2 separate regions of the Danio rerio genome follow, and region 2 is linked to region 1. A link is a contact called in public Micro-C data. All regions are on one chromosome and are shown on one strand. The core of a region is the stretch at or near the end of the contact, and the rest is flanking DNA. Distances in the headings are between cores, read along the strand shown.

The links. Hi-C and Micro-C count contacts between places; a contact is called where the count stands out from the background.
Region 2: a Micro-C map of caudal fin shows a contact between it and region 1, with 2.7 times the contacts expected there. The contact joins the promoter of fndc3a here to the enhancer-like site in region 1.

The regions. Positions count from the first base shown.
Region 1 is chr15:3,107,785-3,114,688 of GRCz12tu, forward strand. All of the region lies in intron 3 of fndc3a (fibronectin type III domain containing 3A), which reads right to left. Among named protein-coding and RNA genes, the nearest start is that of mlnr, 69 kb to the left of the region's middle. Within about 2 kb of position 2,392, at least 32 of the 62 cell types and tissues checked have an H3K27ac peak or open chromatin away from gene starts, as enhancers often do. A contact at or near this core is called in caudal fin, where this site is marked.
Region 2 is chr15:3,184,431-3,191,334 of GRCz12tu, forward strand. fndc3a (fibronectin type III domain containing 3A) reads right to left here and starts at 3,774. Exons shown (of 26, transcript XM_073924234.1): 1 at 3,382-3,774.

The sequences.
Region 1 (6,904 bases), core at 1,142-3,641:
AGAGGACTGACTGGGCCGCCTGTCAGTGCTGTGAGGCGGGGGAGGGGCCGGCGGCATCACACGCAGCTCGTTGAGAAGAGTAGGGACGGTACAGTATGGACAAATGACAGTCTAAAAAAAATCTCCAATAACACAAAAAAGTCGCTAGATTTGTCGCTAGGGGGGTCTGAAAAGTCGCTAAATCTAGTGACAAAGTCGCTAAGTAGGCAACATTGGCGGCAAGCAATCAGAATGAAGTAGTCCACCGCTTGAGAGGTGTTCAGAGAACACAGACCTGTGAACTTTGGTTCCGACCACAGTTGTTCCCAAGAGTTTGATTATTGCGGTTGCCGGATTTTCAATTATTGAAAATCGCGACGACGCGGGGCCCCCTAATCACGCAGGGCCCACCCCGCAGTGCGTGCCCTGCGGGCCCATCCGCTACGCCACTGCAGGTTAGGGTAATAATTAGGCAAGTTATTGTATAATGATGGTTTGTTCTGTAGACCAGTGTTTCTCAACCGGTGGGTTGCGACTCAAAAGTTGGTCGCGGGAACATTTTCAGTGGGTCACAGAGTGTGTGGTCAAAAAAAAAAAAAAAACAACAACAACAAAAGTAAACTTTTTAACTCATTTTGCTCATATCGGCCTTTTATTAAAAATTCAATTCGAGTGGATGAGTGAATGAAAACGTCACCAACAGCACAAAAGGGCTAATATCACCTTCAAATTAATTCCTAGCAAGAGTCCTTCAGTCATCACACTATTCATATTTCACAGGCAGTAAAATGAATCTTTAAATAATTCTAGCGTTTACAGCATCATCAGTGGCCAAAAACAAAATTGCAAATTTCAATAATAATAAAAGGTTTCACTGATGATCAACAGTAAAACTTACACATTTTTCCTCTGGTGGAAAACTACCAACAGTCAACAATGCATGATTATACGGTGTCATGGCTTTGCAATCAAAAAATGTCATTGTAATGGAAATCAATGGGGCAAAAAAAATGTGTTTTGAGTTTACTATTGAGCTTTTTTAAAAATTTCAAAGCATTTTCCCAAAATATGTGTCAAAATAAGATTTGGCACCAAAAATCACTCCGATTGCTGAAACGCAGAGAAAGATGTGGCCAAATTAAGACTCTAAATCTCACCAGAGTGGATGAAAACATCACCAACAGCACACAAGGGTTAAGATCACCTTCAAATTAGCAAGAGTCCTTTGTTTCTCAGCATTTAGAGCACCACTAGTGGCCAAAACAAAATAGCAAATTCTAATAATAATAATAATAAACACGTTTAACTGGTGATGAGCAGTAAAAATTACACATTTGACTTCTGGAAAACTACAATTAGACAAGAATGCATGATTATAAGGTGTCAATGCTTTGCAATCAAAAAATGTCATTATAATGGAAGTCAATGGGCCAAAAAAACAGCCACAAACATGTAGTAAATTTGTGTTTTTAAGTGTATTGTTGAGTTTTTGAAAAATTTCAATGCATTTCCCAAAATATGTCTTAAAATAAGATTTGGCACCAAAAATCACTCCAATTGCTGAAACGCAGAGAAATTTGTGGCCAAATTAAGACTCTGAATCACACCAGAGTGGATGAAAACGTCGCCAACAGCACAAAAGGGCTAATATCACCTTCAAACTAATTCCTAGCAAGAGTCCTTCATTCATCACACTAATCATATTTCACAGGCAGTAAAATGAATCTTTAAATAATTCTAGCGTTTACAGCATCACCAGTGGCCAAAAACAAAATTGCAAATTCCAATAATAATAATAATAAAAGTTTTCACTGATGATCAACAGTAAAACTTACACATTTTTCCTCTGGTGGAAAACTACCAACAGTCAACAATGCATGATTATACGGTGTCATGGCTTTGCAATCAAAAAATGTCAGTGTGATGGAAATCAATGGGGCAAAAAAATTGTGTTGTGAGTTTACTATTGAGCTTTTTAAAAAAATTCAAGGCATTTTCCCAAAATATGTGTCAAAATAAGATTTGGCACCAAAAATCACTCCGATTGCTGAAACGCAGAGAAAGATGTGGCCAAATTAGGACTCTAAATCACACCAGAGTGAAAGAAAACATCCTGAATAGCAGGTTTAAGATCGCCTTCGAACAAATCCCTAAAAGGCATCGAGTTTTTTAAACACCACTGCGCTCAACCACTAATGCTAATATTTAAAAAACAAGAACTTGTACACAGCATTACTCAATGAATCCTATTAAAATCATTAGCCCATCTTATAATAAGCCTCGTAGTACTACAAAGAGCATAGAGGACTATTAGCTCTTGGCTTTGATGTGGAGTGATCCGCAGGCTTTGAAGCCTGTTTTAGGAGAGACTCAAGCAGACTAATTGATGACTAATGACTCCGACTAACGGCCCTGCGTCAGGTCCCCTCAGAGCCAAAATACCCCAGGCGGGATCCAATCCAACATCCGAGAGCCTCCCGAGCAATCGATTTCAGATTTACGATGGGATTTTGCAGGGATAGATGTTAACGTCGCGTCTGATTGTGAATGCATTTTCCAACAGAGCAACAGAGCTAAAGGTGCTGTTACTCCAGTCCTGTGTGCAACAGGTTTTCCCGAAACCAACAGTAGAGAACAATGTTGAATGAATCTGTGAGGTATAAGTTTCAACATATTTAGGTAGAAAAAAAGGACTACAGAGAAAGGAATTGAAGGACTTCTAAAACAAGAGAAAGAAAAACGAATGAAGTACAAAGGAAGAGGAATCGCAATGGAGGAAAAAAAGGGACGGGATAGGTGTGGATAAAAGGGGGACTGGCTTAAAGGGGGAAAAAATACACCCACACTTTTACATCAGACTGACGCAAAAGCACAGACAGAGATCAGACACAAAAGGCCACTTCCCCCTCCCTCTTTCTATTTCGTTCTCTCTCATTTCAGACCCCCCCCTCCTTCAATCCCAAATAGCCTGGGCGATCTGCGGTATCTGCTGACGTGGACCCCCAGTGCCAGCCTTCCAGAGGAAACATCAACAAACACGTAGAGGACGGGAAAAACACACACGCACCGAGCCAAGAATAACTCTGTTCTGAGAATAAACAGCTGTTTCTGTTTTTATCTCGCTCAGACACAAACACAACCAGAACCAACACGTTTAAACCTAAACCATCACTCAGCAGCTATGAAATGCGTTTGGAAGCTGGACTGCCTTCGAAAGCCAGCAACTTTGAGATCTGCTCACAAGGGGTTTACTACAAACACAAACCTCTGAACCTACGGGGTTCTCTTCGGCTCTTTAGGATGTTGAGTAAATGCTCCAAAAGCTCTGAAATCCTCTGAAGATAGATAACTGAAATCCTAAGAGATGAACAGGAAAACTAGGTCACAACCCGACTTGGTCCTAATGGAGCTCTCGGTGTTGTCAGTTTTAGGGCGTATTCACACTATGCTATCCGAACCATGCCCAGGTCCGTTTCTCATGCTGTGTTCACACCAGACGTGGAACACGCGGATAAATCGCGCTATTCGTGGGTAAATTGCATTTGAGGTTACTCGCTTCATTCGCGCGTCAAATCCGCTTTAATCGCGTGTCAAATTCACTTCAAAACAGACGCGGATTCGCATGATGGGCAGGGCTTCTGTCTGCCCGGTGACTCTAGCTTCATAGCTAAATGGCTAACATGGATTTTATTAAGAAAATAACAGTGTTTATGTGCTTTATGGAGACTGAAAAACAGCGTCGCTACGTATAGGACTGTGTCTGAGTCCACTACATCCTTTCAGAGGTGCATCCAGCTCTGTGAGCTCATAAACTCCTCCAGAAACCTACCCTGGATAATGGAAGGATTCAGCGGTGCTTCTGACTGAGCCCAGACCAGTTTGATGACTTGTTGTCGGTGTCGCCTGGAGGATTTCCCCCGGGACGCCATCAACAGGTTCTACGTCACAATCATGCCCCCACAAGAGCAAGCTTCTGATTGGTTAACACAGCACGAATGTCCGCTGAAGTTCAGATTTTTGAATTCGAAAGATTCACGCGAAACGCGCAAAACGCTCAATCTGCGCCACGCCATTCACACGAATCCCGACATTCGCGCAATTCACGTCTTTCGCGCCGCGCCATTCGCGCACATCGTGCCGCAGGATGTCTATTCGCGCGTTTGCATTGACTTAACATGTAAATCACTCGCACTTGACACGCGTTTCGCGTCTGGTGTGAACGCAGCATCAGAGATGGTTCAGTTGGACGACCCTGGCCCGGTTGGAAGAGGTGTGCCAGAGTGTGTTTCACTTGTGCTTTGGCGCGGTACGCTTTTAGTGTGAGTGTAAATCACGCCTCAGCCCGAAACTGAAAGCGAGACGTGACTTTTAAGGGACTGTTTCATATGTGTTTATTAATCATTCTTACTGTTCAATGAACGCACACTGTCGTAGATTATTAAAGACGCAAACCCCTCACTGCACGCAGCTGCACCTTCAGCAAACCTCCTAATTCCTGCAGCACGAGGGCTTTATGATTGTTTATGAGCATCAAAAGTGGCTGATCTGTTCAGCGAAATATTTGACTGCGTCACTGCATCTTAATCGACTAAAATGATATAACGATATAAAGAAATGTCTAATGTGCTGAGCGAAGCGCTTCTTATTGAACATCGCATCATCGATGACGTAAACGTGCTCAGGCACGAATGTAATGCGAGTGCGGGTCGTTGGGGGAGACGGGAGGGGGGACAAGCGTGCTTTGGCCCGGGTCAAGGCAACTGTACATAATAGGAGTATGCCTTATAAGTGCTAATAAACAGTTAATATCTTATTAATATGCAAGTAATAAGCCGGTAGTAAATGGTGTGAATTGTTACTTAGGGTGCTTTCACATTAGCACTTTTGGTCCGCACCCAGGTTCGTTTGACGTCATAGTACGGTACGTTTAGCTAGTGTGAACGTGTCTTCTGAACTCGGGTGCGCACCCGTGAAGTGTACCCGAGTCCACCTGAAAGAGGTGGTCTGGGGTACGATTCATGCGAACTCTGGTACGGTTCACTTATGATGTGAATGCAATCGTCCCAAATCACGGAAGAGGACTGCCGACTGTACAACAAACGTTTTTATAACGTTCGTTCATGTTTATGTGTGTGTGTGTGTGTCACGTTTCGTACCTTGGTGACACGCGCAGGACAGAGCCAGGGCAAACACAGTGATACACAGTGATGTCTGCTTGTCTCGTCCAAAAACAGCTCCTGCAGACGCTGTGTGATGTTCTGAATGTTCATAATATTTTTGCGACAGATGGACGCGAGTCGCTTTCTGTATGTTCAAAACCAAAAGCTTCAGTAAAAGCAGAATGACCGCGATGTGCGGAAGTCTTTCCATTTCTGCGCTTGCTTTCGTGACCGTCACCTAGCAACTGCTGTAAAACAGCAGCTCGATGACGCAATCGTACCGGGGTTCAAAAGGAAAAAAGACAGTGTGAACACAAACCAACCGAAGAGGTGGCAGGGGGAGACAATCGAAATTGGGTACAGTCCAGGCAAATGAACCAAGTGTGAAAGCACCCTTAAACTAGTGTTGCTGGTTGTGGTTTTGTGGCCTTGTACATGGTGTAATGACGTGTTTTCCTCATCAACAGGAGATGTGACTAATCTCATTTTCAATTCTGCAATCTTGTATCCAGGAACATCTGAGCCTTTCATTTCAGCTACTCCAACCTAAAACCCTAGCATTACATCGACACACACAGTCTACAATGGCCCCGGAAATAATCGAATCAAAGACCATTCCAACAACCCCTCATCTAGTCTAAGTGCTAATTACAAAATGTTAACCCAGCTCGAAACTGGCACCCCTGATTACCTGTGGTCTGATTAGTTGCAAGACATTTTCCTCCTTTCTTTAGGAGTAATTGAGGCTCTATCCTCTTAACACTTTGTCACCGGTTAAGAGGGTCCTATAGTGCTCCATTAGCGGATTAGAGATTCGCTAGAGATGGCTGACAGCATTTAGCAAGAGGTAACAACACAGGTTGCGTGAACGGACTACCAAAAACATGGGACAGTACTAATTTAATAACCAACCCTTGTCTTGCGCAACATGGAGCAATGGAACAACAGCTTCTTCTTCATTCTTGAATGCTAAATATTTAATTTGCATCCTCCACAGCAGCAGAACAAGCATCCCGTCACACCCCGATACACTGAGTGACGTCCGTTCACATGCGCGGAGGGAGGAAACGACCAAGAACACAAGAAATTCAACTCGCCCAAGCTTCCACTATCTCCTCTCCTGATGATTCAGAGAACAACGCGGAAGAGAAAGAAAGTCCGGGGGAAGTCGCGCTCACTAGGATAACATGCTTTCTTCCTCATTCCTCTGCCAGCAGTCGGTGGGGTATGATGATTCCCCTTTTATAATTTCAAGGGCCCACATTGATTCAGCACTCCAAGAGTTCCTCAAGGACAACATGTCACGCAGTGGCGTACATGCATGTGGGATATAAGCGCACTGATTACGCTTGTTGAACCCAGCACCCATCTAATTGTTGAAGGATTATCATCATCGCATAAACAAAAAGCCCTTGGATCTATGGCCAAACCATCTCTCGCTCCATCTCTCTCTCTCTCTCTCTCCATGCGTCCCTAAAGGCTCGGCAAAGTGGGATGAGTCATCCATTCACTCATTCTGAAAGCACACTGGATGCAGTGAATGAAGCGTGCGGGAGAAACCGAAATAGTCCAAATACATAAATACATATCGAAACATGGCTTTCTCGACAGATATCCTGTCAAATTCAATCTAATGCTTTAAAGTAAACACGAAATCAAACTAACCATAATGGTTTTGTTAGCTCACAATGCCAGTTTTGTGGTGAACAGTTCATCATTAAGAAAAGAAAATGGATCGCCCTTGTAATCTTCAATTGAGATCTGAA
Region 2 (6,904 bases), core at 2,524-5,023, 78 kb after region 1:
GCGAGCTCTCCCTGTTGCGAGGGCTTAAGTGTGTGAGTGTGTGTGTGCGTGTGTGTGTGTTTGTGTCTTTGGTGCTGTCTATGTTTGTGTTTGAATGAGAGACAGTGTGGTGCATTGTCTCTGTGTTTTTACAGACAGCTTGTTATAGCCTCTCCTCTAAAATATAACACTGTATATGGAATGCATCGTCAATGCACCGTGATGCACCGAAATATCGAATTGAACCGAATCGAAGGCATGATAATCGTAACCGAACCGTGAGACCAGTAAAGGTTCACACCTCTAATTTACATCCTATATATATATATATATATATATATATATATATATATATATATATATATATATATATATATATATATATATATATATATATATATATATATATATATATATCCTTATTATATCCTTTAAACATGCTTAATATTGTAATTATTTTTCATTTGTAAAAACTTGAGCTAATCACAATAAAGGCTATTGTTTACTGAAAGACCTTAACAAATTCGCCTAAATCAACTCAATATTTTTTAGAGAAGACACATCATCTTTGCAAACAGTGTAACTAAAGTGTTAGTATAACTAGTATGACTCAGTAAGGTAACCGAGGAACATATTAGCATAATTTAATAAAAATAACATGCCATGACCCCTTAAGAGGAGAAAAAGAAAAGATTTGTAGTCAATTCACATGTACCAGAAAGCAATACTGAACATTTATGTCATCTGGTGGTAAACGACATAATAACAGTGGATGAAGATGGACTGAGCAGACTTTTAAAGGTAAAGTGTGCCTTTTATTTCTTAACATGCAAGAAAACCGAAGTCCTGTGGCTCCATTCAAAACACTACACACTGTTTCAATTGAGTGTCTTAATGAGTCCATTCAACAGCGTGAGTTTGGGAAGTTTGTCGTTTGTACCAAAAATTGAGAAAGATTAATTAGATCATGATGATGATGATGATGAATATAATAATAGTAAAAACAATAACACTAATAAGAATAAATTATTAAATAAATGTTTGTTTGCAGAAATGACACAATACTTGAGGTCAAAAGCCCAAACTACAGACAATATTAGAGTTTAAATACTAAACCCTGACTTTTACATGCATACAGATATTTATACCCCAACACCCACCATAATGTAAGTACAGTAGTTATAATGAGAATTATTTATATTATTAATTAAATTACCTATTAAATAGTATTTTATTAACATATGGCCAAACTTCAACTTGCACGGCAATGTAAATACAGTAATTATAACGAGAATTATTTACATTACTTATTAAATTGCCCATTAAATTGCATTTTATTAACGTCTACGCCGGCCCCAACCACTCACAGTAATGCAAATACAGTAATTATAACGAGAATTATTTATAATATTTATTAAATTGTCCATTAAATTGTATGTTATTAACATATACCAAAACTCCAAGCCTCTCAGCAATGTAAATACAGTAATAGGAATGAGAATTATTTATATTATTTATTAAAATTATACAATAAATTGTATTTTATTAACATATACCAAAACTCCAAGCCTCAAAGCAATGCAAATACAGCAATTATAACAAGATTTATTTATACTAACTATTAAATTACCCATTAAATTGTATTTTTATCATATACCCAAACTCAAAGCCTCACAGCAATGTAAGTAAAGTAATTATAATGAGAATTATTTACATTATTTAATAAATTATCCATTTAATTGTATTTTATTAGCATATACCCAAACTCCAGGCCTCATGGAAACGTAAATACAGTAATTATGACAAGATTTATTTATACTAATTATTAAATTACCCATTAAATTGTATTTTATTATCATATACCCAAACTCTAAGCCTCACAGCAATGTAAATACAGTAATTATAATGAGAATTATTTATATTATTTAGTTAATTACCTATTAAATTGTATATTAACATATACTCAAACTTCAAGACTCACACAGAATTGTAAATACAGTAACTATAATGAGAATTATTTATACTATTTATTGAATTGCCCATTAAATTGCATTATATTAACGTCTGGCCTACCCCAACCCCTCAAGGCAATGTATTTACAGTAATCATAACCAAATTTGTTTATATTATTATTAAAATTACACATTAAATAGCATAAACTCCCACCCTCACCGCAATGTAAATACAGTAATTATAATGAGAATTGTTTTAATTATTTATTAAATTGGCCATTAAATCGCATGTATTATTGTATACGCAAACTCCCACCCTCACCGCAATGTAAATACAGTAATTATAATGAGAATTATTTATATTATTTAGTTAGTTACCTATTAAATTGTATATTAACATATACCCAAACTGCAAGACTCACACAGCAATGTAAATACAGCAACTATAATGAGAATTAAACCCATTAAATTGCATTATATTAATGTCTGGCCTACCCAAACCCCTCACGGCAATGTAAATACAGGAATTACAACTAGATTTATTTATATCATTATAAAAATTACATATTAAATAGCATTTTATTAATATATACGCAAAGTCCCACCCTCACGGCAATGTAAATACAGTAATTATAATGAGAATTATTAACATTATTTATCAAATTACATTTTAATAACGTCTACCCTACCCCAACTCTAAACTTTGCAGTAAACTTACAGTATAGCTGTATCCCATGCAGACTTACATTAAATTTGGATTAATGTTTAACTAGCTGCTGTACATTGAGGTAAACCAGGTTTATATTCGCACATTCACCTTCTGAACATAATCCAATAGCAAATTCTAAATAGAGAACCAATATTAGCATTAGCAGCTAATGACTGTCAAAGCACAACATTGTTCACAGTCAACTAAACAGCGCTAATGTTGTTTTACACTCATATTTGAAGTCGAATGTTAAAAAAAGTAGCGTAATAAACAATATAAGAACCGTGTCACAAGTTGTCACGTTGTCCTCATAACAACAACAGACGTCATTAGAGTTAGCAAGTATGTATTAGCCTTTTAAAATTCTGCTTCCCCATTTAATTGAACGCCAAACTCCAAATATAAAACCAACTTTAGCTCAATCTCCAGCACTCCAAAGTGATGCCACCCCCAAACGCATGCACACTAGCGAGTAAGCGGAGTAGTGCTTTGAAACACAGCCCCGCAGAGTGAGTATAGTGACTGCAGCAGTATTTAATCTGCAGCTCTGTGATCAGATGACGTTGACGTGTGCACTTCCAGGCCCTTACTCTTATTTCTTACAAACACACTTTAAAACCACACACTTCCTATGATTGCTAAAATAAAAGTGCACTTAAAACAAAAAGACAGCCGGTCACATCTAACACGGAGCAGGGTAAATAACCGCACATTCACTATGGTGAAGGTCTGCACATTTACTAGCGTTAAACACAAATCATCCCTGCGAAACGTGAATCGACTCACCAAAAGCAAGTTCCGCTTTTTTAAATGTACTTCCCTCTCTTCTCTTCTTCGGGTTGATGTGTGTGTGTGTTTTGTGGAGGCTTTAAAGCACTAGGCCAGTGTGTGTGTGATCTGGATCTCTATAAGCTACGTGGCTCTTTCACACTTGAATATTACAGCAGTTTACAGTCTCAATCCTCATCCACTTGCTTTTTCTACGTCCGTAAACGTTCGGGGGTCGAACCAAGTCGCGATCTTCCCAAGCAAACAACTTTTCCCCGCGATTGTTGTTAGTTTTTACGGCCACCTCCATCCATTGCGAGCGCAGGGCTCTTCGAGCGTCTGGATAATCGCCATCATTTTCCGCTCAAGAATGTGTACACACACACACGCGTGCGCGCGCGCACACACGTCGTGCGCATGCGTATCCCGTCCTGTGCATTCCTCTTTCTTTCTGTACTTATGCAATACACTTGTTTTTTTTTTTTCATGCGATGTATCATCACTGGTTTGGAATGATTTACGTTCACATTGCTTTTCCAATGTTAATATGAGTGGTACTTTACACCTTAGGGACGTTATTTGTTATTTTAAAAACCAAAACAAGAAGCCACTGTGAACTTTCTTATACTTGCTGGGAAATTTTACTTTCACCAACAGAGGTTTCTTAAAAAAATCTAATCTTCATGGACTTCCTATGTGAAATAGAACATTTAATTAAATCACTTAGATTCTTAGATTAATTGATAATAAGAAATGTGCTTCTTTCTTGAGATCTTTCTTGCAAATATGATATAAATCTCTTTTTTATTGCATTATTTCTTTACAAATTATATATATATATATATATATATATATATATATATATATATATATATATATATATATATATATATATATGTAGACAGGTGGATTGGTGCAGCTGCTGCAGTAATGCGGTCGATGTACCGGTCAGTTGTGGTAAACAAGGAGCTGAGCTGAAGGCAAAGCTTTCGATTTACCGGTCAATCTACGTTCCTACTCTCACCTATGGTCATAAGCTTTGGGTCATGACCGAAAGGATAAGATCTTGAATACAAGTGGCCGAAATGAGTTTCCTTTGAAGGGTGGCAGGGCGCACTCTCAGAGCCGGTGCTCCTCCACATCGAGAGAAGTCAGCTGAGGTAGCTCTGGCATCTGTTTCGGACGCCTCCTGGACGCCTACCTAGGGAGGTGTTCCAGGCATATCCCACCGGGAGGAGGCTTCAAGGAAGACCCAGGACACGCTGGAGGGACTATGTCTCTCGGCTGGCCTGGGAACGCCTCGGGATCCCCACAGAGGAGCTGGAGGAAGTGTGGGGTTCTGCTGCCCCCACCCTGGAAAAGCAGCAGAAAATGAATAAATGAATGTATATATATATATATATATATATATATATATATATATATATATATATATATATATATATATATATATATATATATATATATATATATTTTTTTTTATATATATATATATATATATATATATATATATATATATATATATATATATATATATATATATATATATATGTTTAATGTAACTTATTTTGGTTTGGCTATTTATCTTGTGTATCTAATGTGGTTATTGTGTAAAAGAACTGTTCTTTTTTTACTGTATTCTAAGTTGTATTATACAGTTTCTTGAAAATTAATACACGCAAAAAAAGTACTTATGCAATATTTGTTTTCTGGATGCAGGTTTTTGCTGTTTTTTTTATTCGTGTTGATTTGGAAAAGTAGGTGAATATTTTTGTAATACTGCATATTGTTTCAAGTCATCAGGCATTGTTTAGAATAAAAGGCATCAGATAACATTAACCTTTGTTATTCTTTGTTTATTATGTTTTTTATGGTGCTAGAAGTCTTAAAATTGGCTTTTGTATAAACTCCAGACGCCCTGAAAATGTAAAACTTGTGAAGTTTTTAATTTTCCCTCCTCAATGTAACCGACAGATGGCGCCAAGAAACAGTTAGTAAATCAAGAAAAGAAAAAATACGAATGAAATAAATGAAAAGTAATTTCAATAAAATGTGGTAATATACTGTTTAAAATGGCTTACAAAGTGTCAGTAAACACAAGGTTGTGTCATTTGAGCTGGGATTAAATATGCACACACACACACACACACACACACACACACACACACACACACACACACACACACACACACACACACAGCACTTCTTATTCTATACAGTACTTTTTATAGTTTTATATAGCACGTCTTTTTCTATATAACACTTCTTTTGGTTCTTTATAGCACTTATTCTATATAAAACGTCTTATGGTTCTACATAGCACTTCTTATTCTGTATAACACTTCCTATGGTTCTATATAGCACTTCTTATTCTATATAACACTTCTTATTCTATAAAACACTTCTTATAGTTCTAAATAACACTTCTCATTGTTCTATATTAGAATTCTTTTTCTATAAAACACTTCTTATGGTTCTATATAGCGCTTCATATGGTCATAGCACTTCTTATTGTTCTATATAGCAATTCTTATTCTATATAACATTTCTTAAGGTTATAGATAGCATTTCATGGGGTTCTGTAAAACACTTTTTATGGTTCTATATAGGTCTGCTTATTCTATATAGCACTTATGGTTTTATATAACACCTATATGGTTCTATATAGTACTTCCTATGATCATATATAGCACTTTTTATTGTTCTATATATAACTCTTTTTATAGTTCTAAATAGCACTTCTTGTGGTTCTATACAACACTTCTTATGGTTCTATAGCGCCATTTGACCAAGCTCTCTTCAGCACCGTGAAAGATTAGTGCTATATAGCATCATAAAAGGTTCCCCTATCATTATGAACCAAAGAACCACTTTTAAAGTTATTTAGCACCCTTTATAAAGTGTGGCTTCTTTTAAAAGATTAAATATATTATCGTACTGATTCCAAACTTTTGACTTTCATTGAAATAAATTATTCATTGCATTTAGTAAATGTTTATAAGTGGTTGCAAGCAATTCATATGGGCTGAATTTAAACAAAATTAAGTTGAACATTACTAAATTTTATTTGTTTAAATTCAGCCCATATAAATTGTTTGCAACCACTTGCCTTAGAAAACTTTAGTAAATCCAATGAATCATTTTTGTAAGTGTGGTACTATCTGTATATATTAGAATAACTCAAGTAAGCTATATAGTATAGTATTAAAGCTATATATCTCTTGGTGAAATCTGGCAACAAACTACTAAGGGAGGTAATGTAATAACAACTGCACCCATGAGATTTCCCAGAAGCATTTCTTGTTCTCTAGCTCTAAAGGTTCAATGACTCGCCAGTGTTGACTGTTCCTTCATACAGCAGCAGAGGGCGCCATTTTATCATGAGTTTCACGCTGAGTTTCATTCGACAATCTTTTCTAAATAAAAAAGGGAAGATGTCTATATATAATGTGATGAAAATAGTAATCCACATTCAGCAATTTACTCTTCACTAACT